3 separate regions of the Sus scrofa genome follow, and all the other regions are linked to region 1. Evidence: chromatin contacts called from public Hi-C and promoter capture Hi-C data. All regions are on one chromosome and are shown on one strand. The core of a region is the stretch at or near the end of the contact, and the rest is flanking DNA. Distances in the headings are between cores, read along the strand shown. Region 1 has its middle 52 kb from the start of ZC3H12D. Region 2 overlaps LOC102159681 (a long non-coding RNA gene). Region 3 has its middle 170 kb from the start of TAB2.

The links. Promoter capture Hi-C pulls out the DNA fragments that hold promoters and counts their contacts. A called contact is a pair of places that touch in the nucleus more often than the background predicts.
Region 2: a contact with region 1 is called in a Hi-C map of liver, with 2.0 times the contacts expected there. The contact joins two enhancer-like sites. A contact is called at or near these places in 15 of 47 Hi-C or Micro-C datasets (alveolar macrophages, blood, brain and 11 more) and 2 of 2 datasets of contacts at active chromatin or transcription factors (alveolar macrophages and skeletal muscle).
Region 3: a contact with region 1 is called in a promoter capture Hi-C map of liver, with 5 times the contacts expected there. The contact joins two enhancer-like sites. A contact is called at or near these places in 1 of 5 promoter capture datasets (liver), 22 of 47 Hi-C or Micro-C datasets (adipose tissue, alveolar macrophages, blood and 10 more) and 2 of 2 datasets of contacts at active chromatin or transcription factors (alveolar macrophages and skeletal muscle).

What each region holds. Positions count from the first base shown.
Region 1 is chr1:16,512,942-16,517,283 of Sscrofa11.1, reverse strand. No RefSeq gene overlaps it. Among named protein-coding and RNA genes, the nearest start is that of ZC3H12D, 52 kb to the right of the region's middle. Within about 2 kb of position 1,958, at least 18 of the 83 cell types and tissues checked have an H3K27ac peak or open chromatin away from gene starts, as enhancers often do. A contact at or near this core is called in liver and retroperitoneal adipose tissue, where this site is marked.
Region 2 is chr1:16,835,207-16,839,548 of Sscrofa11.1, reverse strand. It overlaps LOC102159681 (a long non-coding RNA gene), which reads right to left. Exons shown (of 3, transcript XR_001305889.2): 2 at 1,463-1,632. Among named protein-coding and RNA genes, the nearest start is that of TAB2, 230 kb to the right of the region's middle. Within about 2 kb of position 1,863, at least 24 of the 83 cell types and tissues checked have an H3K27ac peak or open chromatin away from gene starts, as enhancers often do. A contact at or near this core is called in liver and retroperitoneal adipose tissue, where this site is marked.
Region 3 is chr1:16,782,378-16,786,719 of Sscrofa11.1, reverse strand. No RefSeq gene overlaps it. Among named protein-coding and RNA genes, the nearest start is that of TAB2, 170 kb to the right of the region's middle. Within about 2 kb of position 2,534, at least 6 of the 83 cell types and tissues checked have an H3K27ac peak or open chromatin away from gene starts, as enhancers often do. A contact at or near this core is called in liver, where this site is marked.

The DNA.
Region 1 (4,342 bases), core at 709-3,208:
GTCAGGGGCGCTCTGTGGTCACTGAGAATGGTGCCATCCAGGCCTTCACCCCGTTCTGGGACCCCTCCTGGCACCACTTGTGTCAGCTCAGGTGTTTGGTGAAGTAGGTACGAAGATGGGTTAGACGGTGAGATGCTGGGAGGAGGGAGGAAGGAGCAGGAGATGGCGGCGGAGAATCTTGGCCCTCGATGCAAACAGACCTCATCCTGTTGGGAGGGAGAGCGATGGAGAGAGGGGGAAAGAGATGCCCAAGAGAAGGAGCCTGCCCAGCAGGGGGCGCTCTCAGACAGCTGGGCGGGGCCGAGGGCGTGTTTGAAAGAAGTTGTCTACGCAGGAGACGTGGACCTCCGGAAGGGGTTTGAACCCGCGCCCCGCCTGTGTCATGGGGGCAGTGCGTGGGACAAGTGGCCTCAGCAGAGACAAGGAGATGAAGCCAGAGCGAGGAGCTGGGGCTGGCTGGCTGGCTGCCGTCTGCCCACAGGGAGAACGCCGGGGCCTGCATCCCCATGGCTGACAAGTCAAAATCCCAGGACCGTGGGCTCCAGGGAAAAGGAGGTTCAGACAGCTCCCCGAGGTGCTCCCAGCGCTCAGGGATGGGCCTCCTCCAGGCCAGCGGGAAGCAAGGCCCTGACCAAGAGAGCCGGCCAAGCGCCACATGTCAGAGAAAGAGCCGTAGGATCCCACTTAGCTGTGGGATGGAAACAAGCTGAACTCAGAAACAGGGTAGAAAGGTGCTTGTCAGGATGGGCAGGTGAGAAATAGCGAGACGTCAGTCAAGGGTATGGACTTCCAGGGATAAGATGAGTGAGTTCTGAGTGCTAATACACAGCGTGGTGACTGAGTTTACAGCACTTTACTGCATCCTTGAAAGGTGCTAAAAGCATAGTTCTTAAATGGTCTCACCCCCCCCTCCACACACACACACACACACACACACACACACACACACACACACACACGCGCGCGGTAAATAGGTGAGAGGATGGAGGTGTTAACTAACCCCACTATAATCATTTCACAATATAGTCACGTATGGAAGCATCACATTGCACACCTGAAACTTACACGTTTACAATATCTCAGGAAACCCGGAGAAAAAGCCCCGTCGTCACAGCTACACATTTTCAGGTTCTCTTGGTCCGGTGTTAATGAGGCAGCACCTTGTTTGGGTTTTTTTTTTTTTTTTTTTTTTTTTCTGATGTGAAAGCTCAAGTGTGCATGAGATTTAATTACATCCTGAGGAAAGCCTTCGTTAGACGCAAAGGAGCAAGCTCAGCGGCAAGTGTGCATCCTCATATGAGTTTGTAAATCTCATGATAGTTACAGCCTTGATTTATGTAGAAAATGTGTCTTTTCCTCCCAACTCTTACCATGTGTATCCAGCAGAGGCTGGAGAAGATGGGGCAGATGTGGCAGGAGGTGAATGAGAAGAGTGGAGTGGAAAGATCTAGCACCTGCCCATCCGGTGTCTTGATTCCAGGGGCTGGGGCTTGGCAGAGGTGGGGGGGCCTCGGGAGCAGGGAGGGAGCACGTCCATTCAGCTCCTGAGACTTCCCTGAAGGGACTCTGAGGCCCCACACTGTTTTGGGCTTGGAGAGTTTCAGGGGTTGGGAGAGGAGGAGGGGAGAAAATCGTGCCTCCAGTGCCCCGAGGCAGGAAAAAGCCTGGCGCATCTGAGAATCTAAGGAGAGTCCAGGCAGCCGGGCATCTGGAGAGACGGAGGATCAGGGCCTGAACGGAGGCTCTGGTGGGTGGGATGTCTGGACAGTGCAGAGCAGAGGCCCCTTGATGAGTCTGAGGCTTTGAGAACGGGGGCGGGGACGGGGGGAGGCGGGGGAGTTAAATAGAGCTGGTGCCTGGTCAGGGCCACCTTTTCTAGAAGCTCTGGCAGCAACTGTAGAGAGTAGATTGGAGGAGGCAGGAGGCGGTTGTAGGGGCCAAGGTCATGAACAGGCAGTTCATTGACGGGAAAACACAACAGCCAGCGCCCCAGGGCAAAGACACTGAGCCTCGCTTGTAAACAGGAAAGTGCAAATGAAAACCACAGTGAAATGTGAATCACACCCATCAAGTTAGCAACAGTGGAACAGCTGTCAATACCTTTTTGGTGAGAATGTGGGAAAACGAGCTTTCCAAGCCGGCAGGAGGACAGTTTAGCAGAATCTAATGAAGTTGCAGATGCGTCATGTCAGCAGTTCTGCTTGCAGGGATAAGGCGGGCGTAGGAAGGTTTATCAGAGCATGGTTTGTAATGCAGAAAACGGGGCTGGGCTGGGGTAACCTCGACATCCACCACATCCACCGATAGGGAAATACCTGTGTGAATTGGGGTAAGTTCATACCATGGAATTTATATAGCAATGAAAATGGACCTGTGCCACTCATGCTAAAGAGAGACATCTGAAAACATAATGTTAAGTGAAAAAAGGAAGTTGCAAGCAGAAGGATTATATAGCATTTGGTATCACTTATATAACACTTTTTTTTTTTGTTTTTGGCTGTGCCTGCAGCATGTAGACGTTCCCAGGACAGGTATTGAACCTGCACCACAGCAGTGACCTGGGCCATTGCAGTGCCAATGCCGGAAGCTTAACCTCCTATGCCACAAGAGAACTCCTTATATAATATTTGAAATGCAAAATACGTGTATTTGCAGACTTATATGTATGTGCTGAAAGGAAAAAAAAAAAAAAAGAGAGAAAGAAAGAAAGGAGAAGTTCCCGTTGTGGCTCATCAGCTTAAAAACCCCAACACAGTGTCCATGAGGACGCAAGTTTGATTCCTGGCCTCGCTCAGTGCGTTAAGAATCCAGCATTGCCACAAGCTCTGGTGTAGTTCACAAATGTGGCTCGGATCTGCCGTTGCTGTGGCTGTGGTGTAGGCCAGGAGTTGCAACTCCAATTTGACCTCTAGCTCCAGAACTTCCATATGCTGCAGGCTCAGCCACCTTAAAAAGAAAAAAAATGGCAATAAGAAGGAAAGAGGACATCAGCTTTAGAACAGTGGTTACCCCAAGGGAGAAAAGATGAGTGATGGGATTTAGAGTCATAAAGAGAATTTCAATTATATCTCATATTGTCATCCTTTTAAAAATGCGATACATTTGGGAGTTTCTGTCGTGGAGCAGTGGAAACGAATCCGACTAGGAACCACGACGTTGCAGGTTCCATCCCTGGGCTCCATCAGTGGGTTAAAGATCCAGCGTGAGCTGTGGTGTAGGTCACAGATGCAGCTTGGATCCTGCCTTGCTATGGCTGTGGTGTGGGTGGGCCGGCAGCTGTAGCTCTGACTGACCCCTAGCCTGCGGCGGGTGTGGCCCTAAAAAGCAAAAAAAGAAAAAAAAAGGGATAGGTTTCACGGCTTATGTTAGCATTTATAAAGTCTGAGTAGTAGGTTGCTTACGTATATGTTATAACATTTTCTCTACTTTTGTATGTTGAAAATTCTTTATTAAGAAAGCTTGGAGGGGAGTTCCCTGGTGGCCTAGAGGTTAGGGATCTGGTGTTGTCTCTGCTGTGGCAGATCCTGGGAACTTCCACCTGCTGCAGTCCCTGGAAAGAAGGAAAGAAAGAAAGAAGGAAGGAAGGAAGGAAAGAAAGAAGGAAGGAAGGAAGGAAGGAAGGAAGGAAGAGAAAGAAAGAGAGAGAGAGGAAGGGGGGAAAGGAGGGAGGGAGGAAAGAGAGAAAGAGAAAAGAAAGAGTGGGAGGCTGGCCGCGGGTGGGGGTGATTCCAGCACCCAGGAGAGAATTCATAGGAGAAATTTCGGTGGCAATGAAGAAAGGGCAGGTAGAAAGCAGAAGGGGCTGATACTTGCTGTTATAAAGCGGAGAAGGAAGAGTCAAGGAAGGCCTCCAGCCTCTGGCGGGAGCAGCCAGGTAGACGGAGACAGAGAACAAGGAAAGAGGTGGGTGTGAGAGAGTCACAACATCGGGCCTGAGCGTGTGGCGTCCCAGCGCCACTGGATCAGGGGGGCATTGATCCCTGAGGTGTGTTCCAGGCTGGAGAGGCAGCTGCTATCCGTGATGATTCAAGCCTGGGTAAGATCGCCAATGGAAGGGCTGTCACGTGGGAAAAGGACGGTGTGCGTGGTACCCCTGCCCATCACTGCCAGGCAGAGCAGGAGAAGGGGGTGGTGTGATGAAGGGCAGGGTCCCCTGTGTTATGGGTGAGGACCCGGACCTGCACGCCTTTGGGAAAAGCAGTTGGGCCACAGGTATCAGAGGCCTAAAAATATCAGTGGCTTTGCTTGCACCTAACGATCGACTTGAGGGAAATTCAGGACTGGGGAAAGAGCTTTAGGCCAAAGATATTTCTATTCATCATAGTGAAAGAGAAAAATAAAT
Region 2 (4,342 bases), core at 614-3,113, 320 kb before region 1:
GTGGTCAGAAGTTCGGTATAAGTGTGCTGTTACCTGCAGGCCTATCCAATGAGCCATTTGGGCTTAAATGAATTTTGTAGATAATGGCAGTGTTTCTCAAAAGGCAGAGTGATGCTCCATGGCCATTCAGGCAGGAAAACAGTTCTGTGGGTCAGAATCATGAAACTCCCTTCAAGTCAAAACAAAGGGGATTTATTTTACTAAAATGATTTACTTCCATCTGATGACAAAGAAATACATAATTTTTTAAGTATTCTGAATATCCTGCAAAAGAAAAGTCTGATGCAGACGCACACCAGTATTAAGAGTTTGTTGAAAAACAAACAAACAAACAAACCACCTGGAACTTCTTTCATAGCTCGGAAAAGTCACTGTGATACAAGCCAGTATATTACTTTGCTTGAGCTGTTGTAACAGAGCTCTGCAGACAGAGTGGCTTAAACAATATAGATTTATTTTCTCACAGTTCTGGAGGCTGGAAGTCTGAGATCAAGGGGTCAGTGGGGTTGTTTCTTCTGAGACCTCTCTCCTTGGCTTGCATGTGGCCTTCCCTCCGTGTGCGTCCACGTCTATGTCCAAATTTCCTCCATTTATCAGGACTCCAGTTGTACTGGGCCCACCCTAAAGACCTCATTTTAATTTGATCACTCTGAGAAGACCCTGTCTCCAGACACAATCATATTCCAAGGTGCCGCGGGGCATCGACACATGAATTTCGTGGGGACCCAGTTCAGCCCATGAGAGCCAGGTGACAGCAGAAAAGTTAGAGCACATAAACTAAACTCCAGGTAGCAGAGAAGCAAACCTAAAACCCCAGACTCCTCGGGCTGCAGTGGGCTCAGCAGTCATCTGGGCCATTCCCTCCTCTTACAGAGGAGGCAACCAAGGTCCAGATGGGAGGCGCAAATACATCACAGGCCAACTTTTTCCATTGAGGGTTTGCTTAACTTTTGAGAAACTACCAAATTAAAACTATAAAATGAAGCTAGAGCCAGAGTCCATCCGGAACGGAAAGGAGGAGGCACATTTAGCCACACCCAGGGTCACCTGCCATCTGAAGGCAGCACCCAGAGGTGCCCCATGAGACTTTCCTAGGAGCTGGGGCTGCCGGACCCTCTTCTGCAGAGGGAGACCCTATTGACTTTCAGAGCACATCAGTCCTCAGAGACAGGTGTTCAAAAACATTCTAGATTTTTCTAGAAAACAGACACAGAGAGCTTCTTGTTTCTGGGTAAACAGACTTGAACCACATTTGCCCATCTCAGATTATAGTTTTATTTTTCTTAAAGGCAAAATGAAGATTCATGTCCTATGTCCTGTGAAGCATTTCCGATGGACCCATCTCAAAAAATAAAGTCAAATGCAGTTCATAAAACGAGTTGAAGTTGAGTGCAGACATGCCCCTGGAAAACCAGGCTAGAGGATAACCAGGCCCTGATCACTAGCCGGCTTCCCCACTCACCGACTGTTGCACTTCTTGAGAATTCCTTTCTGCCTAGGGCAGGCTTGGCTCACAGCTCCGGCACTGCCGATTCCCAGGGAACACCCAGGCCCACAGATGTTCACGGGTCAAAGAATTGTGAGCTGACCATTTGTGCATTTTGGATTTCAACTTGTAAACATGGGGATTCCCTTTAAAAAAAAAAAGAAAGAAAGAAAGACAGAAAATTTTAAAAAGAGGGCAAAAAGGAAGGGAAGAAAAATCACTATGCAAAGGAAAAATGTGAGCTAAGTTTTTCCTTTTGGAATCTTGGCGTGTGGGTGTAGCTATCTTCACTCCGGCTCTCGCCAGACACTGTATGCTTTGAGCAGGCATGGAGCGATCTGCTTTCCGCTGCACTGCCAGAACATTCAGACCTGACCTGTAACATGCCTCTTATTCCAGTCCTGAGCAAGGACAGCCGGGAGGGCGGGCTGCGCCACATTCAGCACACTGGCTGCTTGGTGCAATTCAGAGAAAAAGCGAAAACCGGGAAGCAGAGCATTGGCCGACTAAGGGCAGGGCCTTGCACCAGCAGTCCCGGAGTTCAAGTCCCAGCTGGTCTCTTTCACTGGGCGTTTGAGTAAATCACTTGACCTCCCCACGCCTGAAGTCAACCCAGCTGGAAAGCATTAGGAAGAAAATAGGACATCCCTTGACAACCGAGAGCTGCTTCTGGGATGAAACTCATCCCACCCTCCACCCCCATGAGCTAAGAGACTCAGCCACAGTCCTGCTGGGGCTGACCAAGATTTTCTCTACTAAACGCTGGGTCCCCTGCAAAAGAGAATAGCATTACATGTAGGTCCAGGTCCACTGCGGCCCCCAACCCCTCCCATCTTCAGGTGCTGCCCAGTATACCAGGGAGTTGAGGGAGGGCAGCTTTTTGGAAATGTGGACAGAGCCGATAGGAGAGGCTCGTTCTATAGGACGTGAATCAGAGTTCTGATCCTGTGCTCTTAATCCAGGACAAGCTACACAGTGGGTTTCCATTTTTCTCAATACTCTCTTTGGGAGTTTACATAGCTGAGAGGGTTTGACTTCAACTCACAGCTTCTACTGGATATAGGCTTCCTCTGACTCCTTGAAAGCACCTATGATCCTGCTAATGATAAGGCACTTAGCCATCCTTATGACGTAGTGTAGGTTGTGTACATGGAAAAGTCTCAACAAAAGTTGAAAACTTGAGAGGATGGGGTAGTTTACTTTTTGGAGTCTTGTTTCTCATTCTCAAGTGGCATCATTGCTACGATGTTTTGGGAGAAATCTGACAATGACCTTCTGGGCTGGTGATGGGTTCAGCCTGGCCAATCCTTCTGACCCACCACAGGACCATCACGGGCTGAGACTTTAATATGTTGCGTTACTAATGGGTCACATGCGAAGGAGGGTTATGACACTAACCACGAACTTCCTCACAGCTACCCTTTTTGCTGTTTGTATCAAATTTACCCCTTTTTTTCCTCCTTTGGCACACTCTCCTATTTGTTCTCTGTCTTTAATTGAAAGTTAATGAAATTCTAATCCAGTGCATATTCCCAGAGGATAATTCACAAAGCAGATATGTGGGTTAAGCATTGGGGGAAAAACAAAACAAAACAAAAAAAACCATCGTGTTAATTTGGGAAATGCTGAAATTCAAAGACTAGTGTCACACAGTACAGTGGGATTTTAAGAGCATGCTAAGGGCCTAGAGGAATAACGCAATTTAAAAAATCAGTCAAGGAGCTCCCTTCATGGCTCAGTGGCTAACGAACCTGACTGGGATCCATGAGGATGCAGGTTCAATCCTTGGCCCCACTCAGTGAGTTAAGGATCAGGCGTTGCTGTGGCTGGCAGCTACAGCTTCAATTTGACCCCTAGCCTGGGAACTTCCGTAAGCCATGGGTGTGGTTCTAAAAAGAAAAAAAAAAAGAAAAATCAGTTTATTTTGTCAAACCCTACATTTCTCAAAATTTTTGCCATTAAACTTACTAAGATCCACTAAGAGCCTGTGGTTCTGGAGATTGTGCTTTGAGGAGCATTGTTTTAATGTAAGTCATTTCCCCACATTGGATTTGCTTTCCCTCTGCTATGGTCCATTTTTTGGTTTTCCAATGGCCCATGTATCCTGATTGAGGAAAATATATTTGCAAATGACTAACATTTTGACAAAGAGAAGATGAAAAATGCAAATGATATTTTTAGGAAAATAATTCACAAGGAATTATCTTTTAATCTTGCTTATTCTTCCTAATTTCCTTCCCTTTCTTCATGAGAACATTTTTTTAAAGTAAATTCTGTTGTGCTTTTTTTTTTTCTTTTTTTTTTTTTCTTTTCCCACTGTACAGCAAGGGGATCAAGTTATCCTTACATGTATACATTACAATTACATTTTTTCCCCACCCTTTGTTCTGTTGCAACATGAGTGTCTAGACAAAGTTCTCAATGCTACTCAGCAGGATCTCCTTGTAAATCTATTCTAAGTTGTGTCTGATAAGCCCAAGCTCCCGATCCCTCCCACTCCCGCCCCCTCCCATCAGGCAGCCACAAGTCTCTTCTCCAAGTCCATGATTTTCTTTTCTGAGGAGATGTTCATTTGTGCTGGATATATGTTGTGCTTTTTAATATGATTTGGGCAATTCGAATCAATTTAGTACTTCCATGGTGGCCGATGCTCAAATCAAATTAGGTAAACAACTTTGCCCCATTTCTTCCCTGGTCTGTGGTTGGTTATGCAGTAGGACGGAAAACAATGGCGAAGGGGAGATCTCAGGTTGTTTAGATAAGGTAGGTATTTGGCGATAAGAATATCAGCCCTTGAACTTGAGTTCAGCCTTTGCACACAGGGGTACCTGTGTTGTTCAGTACACTAGGGGGAGC
Region 3 (4,342 bases), core at 1,285-3,784, 270 kb before region 1:
CAGGAAGCCTGAAAGGCTGCGGAGAATGTTAACAGGCCTCAAACGCGGCCTTTCGTGGCAGGCTCTTAGAAGGTGGTGCAGCGAGAAGCTTCTGAAGCGGGCCCAAGCTAAACACGGGATTTGTCACACGCATGGCAATGACATAAAACTGGTGTGTGATGGTGCCCCTGGTTTTTCTGAAATGCGAGACTCTGGTCCAACCTCTGGACGGGAGGCAGCTGCTCTAGTGAGTTACGTTTTCATCAAATAGCCTTAGAAGCCAGAATCCTTTGTGTGGGGCAAGGAACAGTCACTGGCTCTTTTCTGTTTCCACCGAGGCCAGGACAGGAGGAAATAAAATGGATCAAACAGCACAGACAGGATTTAGTTTGACACAAGAGAAAACATCCTGCCGGTGAGAATTATTGAACAGTCAGGGAGAACTCTGGGGGCAAGCATACAGCCCTCTTCTCTGAATATTTTTTTATTGTTTTTAAAGAATTTTAATTAAAGTACAGTTGATTTACAATGTTCGGTCAATTTCTGCCCTATGAATGTATTTTTTTAAAAGCACCTCAGCTTGGACTGAGGGGAGAAGGCTCTCTGAATCAGGGACCAGCAACCAACATCCCTAAAGGGGGTACCTGTTTACCAGCTCACTTTCTGAAATACTGATGGAGAACACAAGGCCCTTTAGACTGCCTCGTGTACCAAACCTTCCCATAATTGTGGCCAATGGCCTTCTCTTTTAAAGGAGAAATAATGCCAGTGTGAACCATGGGACTCAGATAACTTCTTTTTTTGGCTGCATGCACAGCATATGGAAGTTCCCAGGCCAGGGATCGAAGCCAAGACACCGCTGCGACCTATGCCATGGCTGCAGCAATGCCAGATCCTTAACCCACTGTGCAGAGTCAAGGGTCAAACCCACGCCTCAGCAGTGACCTGAGCCCTGCAAAGACAAGGCCAGATCCTCACCCCGTGCAGCTAATTTCCTAAAGGCCAACCGTGTTGCTTCTCCCAGGGAATGCAAGTCTAATGAACTAGGTTCACCCTGGGCTACAAGCTGAGGTGGGCCCCTGGGTGACAGGCCGAGGGGGAGCTGCGAATGTTAGAGAGGATGAAAGGGAGGCAGGATGGCCCCGGGATCACTCATCCTCTTCTTCACAGTTTTATCGAAGCTTCTATCAACCTACACAACCGCTGAGCAGTAGTGTCCTCTCCTGCCCGTATCCGCCCCAAGGCTGTGAACTCCTTGTGTGAGGATGAGAAGATGAGGGAGACTCCCTCTACACCTGTCATCCTCTGATCCTGAGATGCCTCGATTTTCCCCAGAGCCACACACCCTGCCTTCAAGGGAAGCTCAGAGTGTCCCCAGTAGGAGGCGCATGACATGCATCAGCTCAAAGGAGGATCATTAAGGACAGGGGTAGAACATCTACTAGGAACATAAAGAGAGCATCTATAATTTCATAACAACAGCTAAAACTTATGGAGAACTTCATACATGCCAGGGAAAGTATTCTAAGCTCTTTTCACGTGTTATCTCATGTGGTCCTCACAAAGCGCTTTGTTATTCCCTTTCGTGGACACCCTGGGGGGAACTGTTCACTCAAGGGGTTAGGGATCCTTAGTCTCCCATTGGGTCAGGGAGCAGCTGGGCAAGTCTCTTTTTCTTTCTTTCTTTCTTTCTTTGGGCCACACCTGCGGCATATGGAAGTTTCCAGGTTAGGGATCGAATTGGAGCTACGGGCTGCCAGCCTATGCCACAACACCTGATCCTTAACCCACTGAGCAAGGCCAGGGATTGAACTTGCAGCCTCAGGGATCCTAGTTGGGTTCATTACCACTGAGCCCCAAGAGGAACTCCTCTTTTCTCTTCCTTGAGTCACCCCTCCCTTGGTTCTCTGGTGACTCGTCTCTTCCTCTGAGCTTGCAGGGTGAGGCTGGATAGCCGTGACTGAGAAGCACCCACGGAGCCCCAGGGACGCGAGGAAGGAGGGAGAGGATTAGACCCGTTCTGTTCCAGGAATCGAAAGAGAAGGCCGTGACCTCAGCCTTTCCATCACATCCTTCTCTGGAAGCAGGACTAAGACCACTCTCGCTGCTACCCTCGCCCACACTCCTCTCACTGAGCCAGAAAAAAAAAAACCCTCACAGTCATTGTCATCACAGCCCTCCAGACAGCCTGGACTCGAACTGGCAATCACAATGAAATCCTTTTGCCCTCCCTACCTAACGCAGAGCGGGTTTTCCTTTAAGCATCTCAAACCCACATACACCTCAGACAGAACACGTATCCTGGCAGAACAGCCCAATCAGTAAATCACACTGACAATAACAAAGGTGTCACCAGCTGGTCACACACAGCTCTGCTGAACCTCCCCCCACTTCCTGGTCCTGGGCACATCCCCTGATAATACTCAGAAGCGCTGTCTAAGCACCCCCCCCCCTTTGCTGCCTGGACCAATTCATGATAGCAGTAAAGGTGGGAAGAGAAGAGGGTGCTGGAGGGGGGGGGTCTTGGCCTTAAGCTGGGAGTACTGGGTGCTGCTCCCCACCCAGGCCAGGAGGGGGAGCAGAGCCTCTGTAGAGATTTCCAGGTCTTGCTCCAGCCCGGACACCAGCCAGAGGGAGAATGTCTGGGATGGGCCCACAGGGGACTCGCCCAGCTTTTCAGGCACAGTGTTCACCTCTTCAATTAAAGGACCTTCAGCCCTGTTCCCCGTGAAACCCACACACCAGCTGCCTCTTACCTCCCCAGCTCCTGGAAGAAAAAGAAGTCTGAAGAACCAATGAGAGCCTGCCCACAGGTAATGTTTTTATCTCAAAAGGACTTGAAATTGGTGTGTGGAAGACATTTGCAGCAGTGACTGAGAAGTTGCTCTCCACATTAAAAAGGAAATGTTTCTGCAGAGTTTCTGGAGAGTCCAGAGGAAAAGAATATAGAAGACGGAAAAGGGCTTGGCCACTACCCCTGGTCACAGCAGATGGAGCAGGAATCTCTTTCTCTGGCTCCCGCAAAGGAAACCAAAGTGTCTTGGAAGTGGATGGTTTTTCTTAGGGGGACAAAGCAGAACAGTTGTGCTCATTGCTTTCCCTTTCAGCTATTTCCCCTCAAGGAAAGAGGTTAATAAGGCAGTTATGGGTGGGTTGGAGTTTTTCTTTCTGTCTTTTAAAGTGGCTAGTTAGCTATCCCTGCTACATGTGGGGATGAAATTCCAAGTTCACCTTTTCACATGAAGTCCAGAGGGGTAACAATAGAGCTTTTCACGAAAAGAATTTTTTTTTTTCACCCTTAGGACATGATTCAAATAAAACTGCAGAAAAAAGAAGATGATGTGGGAAGAGAATCAGGGTCATGACTCTGGCAAAAGCCAAAAATGAGGAAAAGAAACATGAGCAAGAACCCACAAAAAGACCAAGAAAGACGGTGAAAGAAGAAAGAACAGGGTCATGGAGAATGCCCGAGCATTAAGGCCCAGCATGTGTTTATTCCTTCTTTTGAATCTCTCCCATTTGGCAAAGTTGAATCCAAGAGAATTCAGGGAATAAAATGGTCAAACCTTCATGTTTTCACCACTGAGTAGAAACTGGTGTATTCTCATGATCATTGCCTTCAAGCCCCAACTTGCTCATACAGCCCACACTTTCTGCTGTGATAACTTGGAGAGATGAGAAAAGAAAAGACTCCTGGAGAAATGACAGGAGATGCTGCTGGGCTAGTTCTTGCCTGACTCTGTTGAAAGTCAGATGGTGAAACTCAATCTTCCTGAAATCTATTTCTCCTGCTGAGCTTATGATTAACTACTCTATCCAGAACTGTACTTCTGTTCTTGTTTTGCCCCTGTTTCCCTCAGGATTGGGAGTATTAAAGATAAGGGGGGATTGAAACTGAGCAGAACGCTGCAGGGCCCTTCTGGGTACAAAAGCATCTCTGTGTTCCCTGTTTCTTGTTTGTAGAAAAAGGCTTTAGTCTCCTAGGTCTTCCCTGAGTTCCAAAGAACAGACTTAAGCAGTTACTAATTAGGGAAGTAAGGGAATGCAGAAAGAAAGGGAAAAGAGTCAAGCAAGAAAAGTAATGATAGCTTGGGAGTTCCCATTCTGATAATTAGCCTGACTAGTACCCAGGAGGATGCAGGCTTGACCCCTGGTCTCACTCAGTTGGTTAAGGATCTGGCATTGCCGTGAGCTGTGATGTAGTTTGCAGACACGTCTCAGATCTGGCCTTGCTGTAGCTGTGGTATAGGCCAGCAGCTGCAGCTCCAGTTCTACCCCTGGGAACTTCCATATGCTACAAGTGTAGCCCTAAAGAGCAAAAGAAAAAAAAAGAAAAGCAATGATAGCTGAAACAATAGTTCAG